Linked DNA regions of Mus musculus: all the other regions are linked to region 2. The links are chromatin contacts, called in public promoter capture Hi-C maps. All regions are on one chromosome and are shown on one strand. Each heading gives the region's core, a stretch centred on a gene start, on an enhancer-like site or on the middle of the called end of the contact. The rest is flanking DNA. Distances are from core to core; before and after follow the strand shown. Region 1 holds the start of Tmprss9 (transmembrane protease, serine 9). Region 2 holds the start of Slc39a3 (solute carrier family 39 (zinc transporter), member 3). Region 3 holds the start of Oaz1 (ornithine decarboxylase antizyme 1).

The links. Promoter capture Hi-C pulls out the DNA fragments that hold promoters and counts their contacts. Capture Hi-C pulls out chosen DNA fragments and counts their contacts.
Region 1: a promoter capture Hi-C map of pancreatic islet shows a contact between it and region 2. The contact joins the promoter of Tmprss9 here to the promoter of Slc39a3 in region 2. A contact is called at or near these places in 15 of 39 promoter capture datasets (the 3T3-L1 cell line, 3T3-L1-derived adipocytes, the C10 cell line and 10 more), 2 of 15 datasets of contacts at CTCF or cohesin (embryonic stem cells and large pre-B cells), 2 of 484 Hi-C or Micro-C datasets (bone marrow-derived macrophages and embryonic stem cells), 2 of 115 datasets of contacts at active chromatin or transcription factors (bone marrow-derived macrophages and embryonic stem cells) and 4 of 9 other capture datasets (adipose tissue, liver, macrophages and 1 more).
Region 3: a contact with region 2 is called in a promoter capture Hi-C map of the SN4741 cell line, with 4 times the contacts expected there. The contact joins the promoter of Oaz1 here to the promoter of Slc39a3 in region 2. A contact is called at or near these places in 24 of 39 promoter capture datasets (the 3T3-L1 cell line, 3T3-L1-derived adipocytes, the C10 cell line and 14 more), 1 of 484 Hi-C or Micro-C datasets (bone marrow-derived macrophages), 10 of 115 datasets of contacts at active chromatin or transcription factors (the 230-238 cell line, the NIH/3T3 cell line, bone marrow-derived macrophages and 6 more) and 3 of 9 other capture datasets (adipose tissue, liver and pancreatic islet).

What each region holds. Positions count from the first base shown.
Region 1 is chr10:80,876,983-80,881,389 of GRCm38.p6, forward strand. Tmprss9 (transmembrane protease, serine 9) reads left to right here and starts at 2,834. Exons shown (of 18, transcript NM_001081688.2): 1 at 2,834-2,981. The coding sequence starts at 2,834.
Region 2 is chr10:81,035,550-81,039,434 of GRCm38.p6, forward strand. Slc39a3 (solute carrier family 39 (zinc transporter), member 3) reads right to left here and starts at 1,766. Exons shown (of 4, transcript NM_001358898.2): 1 at 1,655-1,766.
Region 3 is chr10:80,824,814-80,829,043 of GRCm38.p6, forward strand. It overlaps Oaz1 (ornithine decarboxylase antizyme 1), which reads left to right and starts at 1,843. Exons shown (of 5, transcript NM_008753.4): 1 at 1,843-2,092; 2 at 3,424-3,569; 3 at 3,648-3,820; 4 at 3,898-3,983; 5 at 4,058-4,230. The coding sequence starts at 1,947. The coding sequence ends at 4,191. It overlaps Mir1982 (microRNA 1982), which reads left to right and starts at 3,984; the gene lies at 3,984-4,057.

The DNA of each region.
Region 1 (4,407 bases), core at 1,584-4,083, 160 kb before region 2:
GAGAGGCTGGCACAGGCTTCTGACTTCTAGGTTCAGAGAGAGGTGGTGGTGGTGGTGGTGGGGTCCTGGCTCCCTCTGTGCCAGGCCTCCCATCTTCTGGGACTCCATTTCCATGCCCTCTGAGAAGCCCCAGCCAACATTGGCCAGAGCAGCCATGTGTCTGTCGGGGCTTCACTGAGAGCCTGAGGCCCAGGGTCACCTTGGGTGGGTGGCTGCTCTGGCTCTCAGTACTCTGACCTCCCTTGCTTGGCCATCGATAGCGATAGCGCTCCTGGCACTGTGAGCACAGGGTTTTTCTGGATGGAAACAAGCTAGGTGTGTCCCACAGCGGGGTGACTGCAGGCTGCATGGCTCCTGGACCTCAGGTCACCTTCTGTACCACCTCTGGTGTTCAGCCTCTGGTGCCTGGGAGTCTGGCCCTGGCCCCCTCCCTCTCTCTCTCCCTTCCCTTCTTCCCTCCCTTCTTTTCTCCCTTCCTTCCTTTCTAAAATTGCTTTGTATTTTGGGATAGGGTCTCATGTAGCCCAGGCTAGCTTCAAATTTAATTTCTAGCTGAGGATGACTTAGAACTTCCAATCCTCCTGCCTCTGCCTCTGAAGTGCTAGGATTAAGGATGTGTGGCGCCATGCCTGGCTTTGACATTTTTATTTTCTTTGGTTCTATATTTACTTACTTGTATGTATTTATGGGGAAGTGTCCCACTGAGGCTGTGTGGTCAGAGGCCAACTTATGGAAGCTGGATCTCCTGCCATTTGGGTCTCAGGGGTCAAACTCAGGCCACCAGGCTCCCTCACCCACTGAGCCTTTCTAGGCTTGGTCTTAATTTTTCAATTTATTTATTTATTTTTTAATTTTTAAGATTTATTTTTTTATGTGTATGAGTGTTTTGCCTGCATACATGCCTGTGTGCCATGTGTGTGCCTGATGCCCAAGGAGGGCATCAGATCCCTTGGAACTGGAGTCACAGGTCGTTGTTGGTGCCAGGAACTGAACCAGGGCAGCTGCAAGAGCAGCCAGTGTTCTAACTGCTGAGCCGTCTCTGCAGTCCATCCCTAATAACACCTGTTTTGTTTGTTTGTTTTGTGACTGAGTTTCTCTGTCATCCAGAGGACCAGGCTGGCCTCAAACTCAGAGATCCGCCTGCCTCTGTGGTGTGGGCCACCACCTCCCAGCTCTATAACAACCTTTAGATATGGTGTCCACGCACATTGTTCAGTGGCGTTTTGCTCGCTGCTCTGTGAGGATCCCTTGTTCCTTGCAGCAGCTGTAGGCTCAGAACTTAGCTGGTGTTCCACATCAGGCAGAGAAAGCTACCATTTTATACTCATAGCTCCTTCAGTGCCCGACCTGCTCACTCAGTGTTTCCTGGGGAGATGTGTGCAGCCACCACTTCACTGAAGACAGGGCACCGACCTCAGACCACAGAACTGATCCTATAGACTGAGCTCAGGCAACCTGTGAGTTCACTGAGTGTGGGTGACTTAGAGGCAGTTTGGGGTTTCCTGATGCCTGACTTAGTCCCCTCTCCCTACCATTATGAATCATGGGAGTTTCAGGAAGTCTGTGAGTCTCAGGGAGCCTTCCCTCAGGAGGAAGTGCCTCCATTGAGAGGACACTGCTAGACAGCCCCTGTGTCACCAATGCACAGAAGTGCTGAACGTATGCCATGTTTACCCCCAACAAACCCTACTTACAGACCAAGTGTCAGGGTAGACTTGGTCTCCCAAAGCCAGGATCCTGGTCCCCTGTTGAGGATCAGAGCTGACCAGGAAGTAGTCTGTGTTCCATGGCCTGCATCTACCTCCTCCCCATTTTTGGCTACAATGTCTCACTTGGCAGTCCAGCCTTGCCTGGAACTCATAGAAATCCCCCTGCCTCAGCTTCCTGGATGCTGGGATGACAGGTGTGTGCTACCATGCTTGGTTCTGGTGAAGCAGTTCTTGGTAGCCTGGTCTCCCCAGCTCAGGTCTCCCGAGGTTCACAGAGTTGCATCAGCCCCTTTTCAGGGCTCTGTGTCTGTGGGCAAGGCAGCTCTGCAGTAATTACTGTGGGAAGGGCTGAATGGCATGGCATGCTTAGCACTCACTAAGAGCAAGTCCTCAGGGAAGGGATGAGCAAGGGGTGTGTGTGAGCACAGTAATGCGTGTGTGCTCGTGTGTGCATGCCTGTGTGCACACACACATGTGCATGTGTATATGTGTTATGCACACACATATCCACATGTGTGCATGCATGTGTGTATGTGCACGTATATGTATGTGTGCGCATGTGTGTATGCATATGTGTGCATGAATGTGTGTGGGTGTGTTTGCATGTGTGTGGTCGCCTGTGTGTGCATCTGTGTGTACATCTGTGTGTATGTGGACTGTCACGGAGGTCTCCCCTGCAGCCCGAGGCCGAGAGCTCACTGGTCAGAGCTGCAGCATGGCTCCTGTCTCTCACTTCAGTGATGATTTGGGGATATGGTTGCGTCTCACCCAGAATCTCTGTAGCTTAAGTGATGTCATAGTGGGGCCACTGACCTGTCCCCTCTGCTGTGCATGGCGGTCACAAGGGTCTGAGTGGCCATTTCAGGCAGATCAAGTCTCCTTAAGGATGGGACAAATTGGCTTGGCCTCAGCCTTGGGATACCAGGATTAGCAAAGGGTGCACTTGGGTCCACATGGGTGTCAGGGAATGCTGGGTGCATGCCTGTCACCCCTGCACTCTGGAAGTGGAGTCAGTTGATCAGGAGTCCAGGGCCAAGTGTGGCTGAATGTCAGATAAATCCTTTGTCCATTTTTTGTTCTTTTTCTCTTGCAGGTGTCTAGCTGGAGCTTACCTTTGCCGAGCCATGGAGCCCACTGCACCAGACTTACAACTTGTGCCAGAGGTGACAAAGGCTGTCTCTGTATCTGCTCCAGACCCTGGCCCTTGTCGAACGGCTGTCATCGCAGTGGTGGGCATCAGCATGGCCATCGTGACCCTGGGAGTCCTTTCAGGTAAGTGGCAGGAAGAAGGCCTGGGTCCTCGGATGCAAAAGGACATCCCAAGTGTCAAAGGGCTGACCTTCCAGCCAGATCCAGCAGTGGCAAGGACAGGCTCTGGGGTCCAAGAATATGCTGGGTATGCAGGAAGTGTTTGCAATGACAAGAAGGAGCGGGTGGGCGGGCAGTCCTGTGGTCGAATGGGGAGGGAACAGATATGTCAGTTTTGACAGCTTAAGGCAGCAGGAGGGTCAGGCAGGACTACAGGGGTGTGGCTTAGGAGAGGCTGGGCTCATGCCTGTTAGCATGGTGATACAGTGATAATGGGTACAAACTGGGGAACTTGTGTGGAAAAAATTTAATTGGCCAGGCAGTTGTGGCATACACCCTTTGATCTCTGTGAGTTTGAGGCCAACCTGGTCTACAGATAAAGTCTAGGACAGCCAGAGCTGCACAGAGAAACCCTGTATTGATAAAAGATAACAGAATACATTGATAATTGTCCTACAGTCCCCAACTGTACTAATATGTATTAAGCTTTTCTGGACGGGCTAGGTTACTGCAGTCTGATGTGGCTGAATGCTGCCCCCTAGTGGCTGTGCCTGTCACGTGCAGTAGCATTCTCATCTCCCCTCGTGCTCTACCCCTTTGAGGGTTTCCTGTCAGTCCAAGTGGCACACAAACCTTTGCGATCATTTTTGAGGGATTTTCCTGGTTTTTGAGAAAGAGAAGGGTCTGACGTAGCCCGTGCTAGCCTCAAACTCTCACTGCTAAGGATAACTTTAAACTCATGGTCTCTGTCTCATTCTCCGAAGTGCTGGGACTAGAGATGTGCACCACCATGCCACCACCCAGGGCCAATGCCTGCAGGGAGTGCTCTACCCACTGAGCGATACAGCCCATTGGGATGATCCCTCTACCCATGAATCCACAAATCCATCCCGACGGATGGCTAAGACTCAGCACCCACACACTATCCGTTTGCTTCTGTTGTGTTATTTTGTTTTTTGTTGTTGTTGTTGGTGGTGGTTTTATTGTTTTGTTTTGTTTTGTTTTTTGTTTTTTTGAGACAGTTTCTCTGTGTAGCTCTGACTGTCCTGAAACTTGCTCTGTAGATCAGGCTAGCCTCCAACTCAGAGATCTGTGTACCTCTGCCCCCTAGGGGCTGGGATTAAAGGCGTGTACCACCACTGTCTGGCAGATTTTGTTTTTTAAATTTTATTTCTGGGGCTAAGAGATGGCTCAGAGGGTAAGATCACTGCACTTTCAGAGGTCTTGAGTTCAATTCCTAGCCCCCACATGATGGCTCAAACCTTCTATAATGCAGGAAGAATGCTGTATTCATAATACATAAGTAAATCTTTTTTTATTACGTATTTTCCTCAATTACATTTCCAATGCTATCCCAAAAGTCTCCCACACCCTCCCCCCCACTCCTCTA
Region 2 (3,885 bases), core at 516-3,015:
TAGTCATGTAAGCAATGGCCCAAGCTTCTGACCTTCAGGCTAAACTCCTCCCCAGTTACCTAGCAACAGGGAAGACCATAAATCTCTCTCTCTCTCCCTCTCCCTCTCCCTTTCTCGCTCTCTCTCTCTCTCTCTCTCCCTCTCTCTCTCTCTCTCTCTCTCCCTTTCTCTCTCTCTCTCCCCTGCATTTCTATAATAAAGCTCTTAAATGAGTCAGGCATGCTCACCCTGGGCCCTGTGGAAAAGCGTCCGGCAGCTCTGCCTGCATCTGCCTGCCCAGAGCACAGGAACCCTAGCAGGACGTTAGACCCCTTTTCCTCCCCCACTTTTCCCCAGGGCCCCCAGGGTCCCCCTTTATTTTGTTCCCAACAGGTGCACAGCCATGAAAAGAAGCAAAACACACATATATGTAAAATGTTAAATTATGGGAGCGATCAAGGAAGACACTGATATGGAAGTTTAGGCTCCTCACGTGTGCACATACACGGTCTGAAGGGATGTGACTATCATCTTAGTACACAGGAGGGTGAGGCGGGACAACGGCTACACATTTGAGACCAGCCTGGACAGTGAGGAAGACCCTACTTCAGAATAAAGTAATACAACAAAATTTAAAAAGAAAATACAGCCGGGCAGTGGTGGCGCACGCCTTTAGTCCCAGCACTTGGGAGGCAGAGGCAGGCAGATTACTGAGTTCGAGGCCAGCCTGGTCTACAAAGTGAGTTCCAGGACAGCCAGGTTTACAAAGAGAAACCCTGACTTGGAAAGAAATATAAATAAAGAAATGAAATAATAAGATAAGATAGTAGCAGCAGAGACACTCTCAGCAGTTGAGAGCACTGGCTGTTTTTGCAGATGACCAAGGTTCCATTCTAGCCTAGAAAGATCTATCTATTCCCCTCTTCTGGCCGCTTTGGGCACTGCACACATGTGCATAAACACAGACACATAAAATAAATTTGAAAAGTAAATTTTGTCGAAAAAAAAAAGAAGGAAAGTAAATTTTAAAAATGAAAATAGGCCGGGCAGTGGTGGCGCACGCCTTTAATCCCAGCACTTGGGAGGCAGAGGCAGGCGGATTTCTGAGTTCGAGGCCAGCCTGGTCTACAAAGTGAGTTCCAGGACAGCCAGGGCTATACAGAGAAACCCTGTCTCAAAAAACAAAAAAAACAAAAACAAAAACAAAAACAAAAAAAAAAATGAAAATAAAATACGAAAGAAAATTAGGATGAAATAAATAAGGTTAAAATTAAGTTAAACTTTAAAATTAAAATATTCTAGAGGAATATTATAAAGGACATAATTACTATAATTTTTTAAAAAATTAACAACAAAAATAACTCCCTTAAAGTCCTTCCCTCCACTGCTGTGAACACAAGGCAAAGTGCATACAACAGGCGCCCAATTGATGCTAGAAGACAGGGTCAGGTAGGGATACCTCGGGTGCTCTCAAAATCGGGCCAGTCGGGGCAGGGCTGGCGGGCGACAAGCTCAGTCTTTCCTTAATCACTTATTGTGCGCCTACTGTGTGCTCCACTCAGCCTCACACTGAAGCAAAGACTCTGTGAACAGGCAGGCACGGTCGGCCAGGGCCCTCGGCTCCGCCCTGCCCCAAGCCCGCCACGCCCAGGCCACGCCCTGACCCCTCTTGTACCTCTGACAGCTCCTCAGGCCTCCAGCCAGTGCCACCTGCCGCCAACTGCCCCGCGGTCCGGACCCCGCCGCAGCGGACCAGCCGAGACCCCCGGGGCTGCGAGCTGCTACCTACGCCCCGCCCACATCAGCGTCTATTGGACACTGTCAGTGCCACTCGACAGAACTCATAGTCCATTGGTCGATGCTGCTGCCAATCCTTCTGCAACGCCTACTGGCTCCGGAAAGCAGTTTTCTCCTTTCTAAACATGAGTGCAGCTACCAAATGATTCCGATAGAAAACACTACTTGGCAACATAGTTCCGGAAGTAGGGCCTCCATCCCGGAGCTGTCCAGGGTCGCGTGGTACTGAATGAGTGTGGCTGGAGGCTTGGCAGGAAGCGATTTCCTACAGCGAATGGAACATTCTTGAAGTCTTTCCTCGCGGCTTAAGAAGATACAGGCGTCCACCAAATATCTATTGATAGCCAGAATAAATTCAAGCTCAAGAGGTCTACTGTGCCCCTCAATCACTACAGTTACTAACAATGTAATCATTCTACCCATACCTGCAGCCTAGGAAATGTCTCCTGAAGTGACATGGCACCTGAGTAGAGCCTACAGATACTACACAGTATGCCTTATTTTTACATTCATTTGTTTGAGCTACGGTCTTGCTGAGCAGCCCAGGCTGGGTGGCATGCAGAAAGCTCAGAATCCTCCTGCATCAGCTTCCCGAGCGCTTGGATTGTAGGTGTGAGTCACCATACCTGGCCTCCTGCTATATCTAGAGCACCTCACACAATATGTATGCTGTGTAAACCGTGCTTTTACTGTGCTAGACAACAAAGATGACAAAGACGCTTCATTCACTGCAGATCAAAGCTTTACAGAACACTATAGTTTTACACATGGTGATGTATGTCTGTCATCCCAGCACACTCTGGAGGCTGAGGCAGAAGATCCATGTACTCTGTCTTCCAAGACTGGCCTACAGAATGAGACACTGTATCAAAAGAGCCATGCACAGCACACTAACACATGAGCCTACCCTGATGTATGTGACATGAGCTTCTCGTATTTTCACTTATTTATTTGGTTTTTGAGACAGGGTTTCTGGCTGACCTAGAAGTCACTCTGTAGACCAGGCTAGCCTCAAACTCAGAGATATGCCTGCCTCTGCCTCCCAGAGTGCTCAGAATAAAAAATATGCGCCACCATTGTCCATCTAAATAAGTAAATAACTTATTTTTTTAAAGATTTATTTGGTTTGATTTTATGTGTATGAATGCTTTGCCTGCATGTCTAAGTGCCATGTGTGTCTCTGGTGCCCAAAGAGGTCAGAGGAAAGTGTTGCATGACCTTGGGTCAGAGTCACAGGTGGTCCTGAGCTACAATGTGTGAAACAAACCTGCATTCTCTGTGAGAGCAGCCAGTCAGTCTTCTTAACTGATGAGCTGTGTTCAGTCCTCCTTTCTAATTGTTAAATAGTATTCTATTGTTTGGATTAACTAACTATAGATCTGCTTGAATTTTGTTGGAGAGTTGGGGTGTTTCCAGATAAAAGTCATTTCTTTTGTTTTGTTTTGTTTTTCAAGACAGGGTTCTCAGGACAGCCTTGGCTGTCCTGGAACTCACTCTGGAGACCAGGCTGGCCTCCAACTCATTAATCCGCCTGCCTCTGCCTCCCAAGTGCTGGGATTAAAGATGTGCACCACCAAGCCCAGCAAAGGTCATTTCTAAACCAGCAGATTTGAAGCCATTGTGTGAAGAACAGTGACGCCTGGGGACTTTCTCCTTCCTGGCTAACAGACAGTACAGATGGGCGTCCAGTGTATACTCATCCTATGGCGCAGCCACAGCTCTGTGTATCTAGTCAATAGAAACTAATATATATTCACTCAAAGATTTGAAGCAAACATGGCTGACAGCATCATATGAATTATGGCTGAGTTCATCAAGTCACTATATCAAATATCCTAAACTAATTAAATTTTTTGTTTGTTCATTAGTTTTGTTTTATTCAGACAGGATTTATCTGTGTAGCCCTGGCTGTCATAGAACTTGCTTTATAGACCAGGCTGGCCTCAAATTCAGAGATCTGCCTGCTTCTGCCTCTCAAGTCCTGGGATAACACAACCAACTTATCTTTTTTAACAGGTCTAAAATAAACATATCCTAGCACTTGGAAAATTGAGGCAGGAAGATGAGGTCAGCTTCGGTTAATTCCTAAGGTCAAGGCCAGGCAAAACC
Region 3 (4,230 bases), core at 593-3,092, 210 kb before region 2:
TCAGATTTGGAGTTCCTGGTGGTAATGAATCATCATGTGGATGGGAATAGAATCTAGATCGTTTGGAAAAACAGCCAGTTTTGTTTTGTGTGTTTGTTTTTTGAGACAGGGTTTCTCTGTTAAGCCCTGACTGTCTTAGAACTTACCCTCTAAGACCATACTGGCCTGGAACTCAGAAGAGATCCACGTGCCCTGTCTCCAGAGTGCTGAGATTAAAGACTTGTGCCACCACCACAGGGACATCTGTTTATCAAGACAAGGGATTTTTTGGCAGTCCATGATTACTTGGAACTTCCAGCAATCCTCCTGCCTCAGCTAGGTTGAGTGGCTTTTATCACAACCATAGATAGATTTTTACTGAATTCTGATCTTTGTATCACACTGTAGTTTGCTCACAAAAAAAGAGAATTAGAGGGGGCTGGAGAGATGGCTCAGAGATTAAGAGTACTGACTGCTCTTCCAAAGGTCCTGAGTTCAATTTCCAGCAACCACGTGGTGGCTCACAACCATCTATAATGGGATCTCACACCCTCTTCTGGTCTGTGTCTGAAGACCAGAAACAACAACAGTGTACTCATATAAATAAAATAAGTAAATCTTGAGAGAGAGAGAGAGAGAGAGAGAGAGAGAGAGAGAGAGAGAGAGAGAGAGAGAGAGAGAGAGAGAGAGAGAGAGAGAAAGAGCAGGGTGTGGTGCCACAGGCCTTTAATCCCAACACTCAGCTGGCAGAGTCAGGCAGATCTCTGAGTTTGAGGGTAGCTTAGTTTATAGAGTAAGTTCCAGGACATCCAGGGCTACACAGAAAAGCCCTGTCTCAAAAACAAAACATACAAAACAAAACAAAACAACAACAACAAAAAACCCATAAAGAGAAAAAGAATACGAAATTCTTTAAGAATAAATTGTAAGCAGGGCAGTGATGGCGCACGCCTTTGATCCCAGCACTTGGGAGGCAGAGGCAGGCAAACAGAGAAACCCTGTCTCAAAAAACAAAAATCAAAATACAACAACAAAAAAGCGGCGGCGGCGGGGGAGGGGGGGTTGGGATGAAGGAAACCTTCAAGCTGAGTCTATGAGAAAAGTTGTTTAAATTCCAATTTGACATAAAATACTTCTCTAGATTGGGATACTTAACTTTTGACAGATTTTCTTTTAAATAGCAAGTTGCTTTTAAAACAAAGAGTCCCAATCTATTACCCATTATTACAAGGTCATTAGAATAATTTTGCCGCGTGGGGGATGGGCACCAAGCAAACCGCCTAGGTCAGCCTCAGGTACCCTTGACAGTTATGTCCTGACAGTCTTCCCGGAGCGGGGCGTCCCATGAGTGGGACCATAATGGTTAAGATGGAAAGGATGACAGATGACAAAACTGAAGGGCCACAGGTACTAGAGGAGGCGCAGAGTCCTAGCCTTGAGGCCTGGGCTAGATGGGGGTTTACGTCCTGGAGGCGACTACAGAAGCCCCGCCTCCGCCTCACGTCATAAAGCCTCGAGGGCGGGCTTGTCAGAACTCCAACCAATCCTCAAAGGGGCCAATACGTCCGTTTTTCTACATTGACCGATCAGAGCCTTGTAGGGGCGGGACGCGTCTGGCTTTTCTGTCTTCCCTCCCACAGAGTGACGCAAACACGCGGGGCCGGGATTCTCCTATCGCCAACTAATCATCAACGGAAACCTTCTGTCTGTCTTTTTACTCTCGCCAATCAGAAGCCGGAGTAGGTGGGACGCATTTGGTTTTTCCTTGGGCTGCCACTGTGGCCCCACCCCGTTCCTCCGTCGCCTCACACTGCTGCGTTTACGCCTGCGTGTGGGGGCGTGGCCTGCCGTGACGACGCATATAAAAGTGGGCGTCGGCGCCGGCGCCATTTTGCGAACGGCGAGCAGCGGCGGCGGCGCGGGAAGTGCAGCGGAGGTTTTTGCTGGTTTCGGACCCCAGCGGCCGGATGGTGAAATCCTCCCTGCAGCGGATCCTCAACAGCCACTGCTTCGCCAGAGAGAAGGAAGGGGACAAACGCAGCGCCACGCTTCACGCCAGCCGCACCATGCCGCTTCTTAGTCAGCACAGCCGCGGCGGCTGCAGCAGCGAGAGGTGAGAGCCCTGCCCCCGCCGCCGCGAACCTTCCAGAAACAGCGTCCGCGTAGGCCCCAGAGGGCAGCGCAGGACGCGCAGGCCCGGAGCGGGGTCGGCCTCCGGCGCCAGATAAGTCTCGGCAGCGCGAGATCCGCCCCTTTGTGGCGGCCACAATCGCGCAGGGGGCGGGGCGGGGCGGGGCGGGGCCTGTGGAGCGGGTCGCGGACTCGGATTTGGGATTCGAGTGGAATTAGGGAGTCTCAGGTTGAGGAATAGGGTTTGGTTTGATTGGAGGACCGGGAACATTTCGCGAAAATGTAGGATTCGATTTTGGGTTCGAATCGGATTCGGGGGTTGTGAGTTGAGCCTAAGATTTGGGGAGGGATCTGAGAAGAGATTGGAGACTCGAATTTGGGGTCTGCCTCTCGGATATGTGAGCTAGTTCTAATGTCAGGTGGCGAAGTGTTTGTGGTTACCTGTAGGGCGTTTGGGTAATAAATCGTATGCTATGTAGAGGTGGGGCTCGTCCCGGTGTTTGGAGTTCTTTGCAGAATACTGGGATTTTGGGTGCTGTTGGGGAGGAATCCTATTATATTCTTGGGTACATGTTGAGGACTCATTTCTTGGTGGGAGAGTATGGGATCAGATTTGGGGTGTTGAGAAAGAAGCTTGTGTCGGTTTAGGAAGTCACAGGTGGGGAAGCTGGGATGAGGTTTAGGTTGGATTTAGTGATTGCGTGTTGAGGGCTCTAATACTTTGGAGGGATTTGGGTCAGAATTAGGACCTTGGAAGTGGTCAGGCTTGGGGGCTCACAGAGCTATGTTGGAGGACATGGAGGTGGTGTGGTGTGGTGAGTATGATGTGAGGTGACCTTAATCCCTGGTCCACTTGGCAGTTAAAAGTCTGCAGTGGGTGGGATGGAGGGTATCACTTGAAGGGTTCAGAATGGGGACTGGTTTGGGAAGGGCGTCGATATAGGTGGTAGGAACTTTGGATATAGGCTGTGCAGACACCTATAGAGTGGCAGTAGGGAAGAGAGGAGACTTGGGGTTGTCTGACTCTAGAGCATGAGTAGTTAGTGAGGTAGAACTTTGGGGTCACTGGTAGCTGCTGACCAGAGGGTAGGAAGGAGCGAGTGACCTGGTGTGAAGGGAGGATTGGCAGCATGGAGTGGGATGGGCCACAGTGCTGAGATGACACTGCCTGTGAGGCCTGTCTTGCTACAAAAGGGGCAGAGTCACACAGGTGAGGGGCAGTGACTCGGGTTGACTGTTGTCAATGGCTCTTGAGTGGGAAGCCCGGGCACTTAATTATTGCCGCTGCTGCCACCTGAGCATTGTTTCCTGCAGTTCTAGGGTTGCCCTTAATTGCTGTAGTAACCTGGGTCCGGGGCCTCGGTGGTGCTCCTGATGTCCCTCACCCACCCCTGAAGATCCCAGGTGGGCGAGGGAACAGTCAGCGGGATCACAGTCTTTCAGCTAGCATCCTGTACTCCGTGAGTACCTGTGGAGAGCCCGGGGGTGCCTGGCACTGGCAAAGTAAGCTGGCCAACCTGACAACCCTGCTCCCCTAGGACGAGCGGCTGAATGTGACAGAGGAGCCGACGTCTAACGACAAGACCAGGGTCCTGAGCATCCAGTCCACGCTCACGGAGGCCAAGCAGGTCACCTGGAGGGCGGTGTGGAGTGGTGGTGGCCTCTACATCGAGCTCCCAGCTGGACCTCTGCCTGAGGGCAGTAAGGACAGGTAGGCCACTTCCCCTTAGGGCTGTAGGGGATTTGGGGCCTGGGCACAGGTGGCTAATGACTCCATGCTTCATTCAGTTTTGCAGCTCTCCTAGAGTTCGCAGAGGAGCAACTCCAGGCTGACCACGTTTTCATCTGCTTCCCCAAGAACCGTGAGGACAGAGGTTGGTATTGCTTGGGAGGGTCCTGGGGAGGGGAGTTCTGGCACCCCAACCTCTCACCCTATGTTCTCCCACAGCCGCCCTACTCCGAACCTTCAGCTTTCTTGGCTTTGAGATTGTGAGACCCGGGCATCCCCTTGTCCCCAAGAGACCCGACGCTTGCTTCATGGTCTACACTCTGGAGAGAGAGGACCCGGGTGAGGAGGACTAGGTGCCAGCCCTGCCCAGTGTCCCTGTGCCCTCTCCTGGG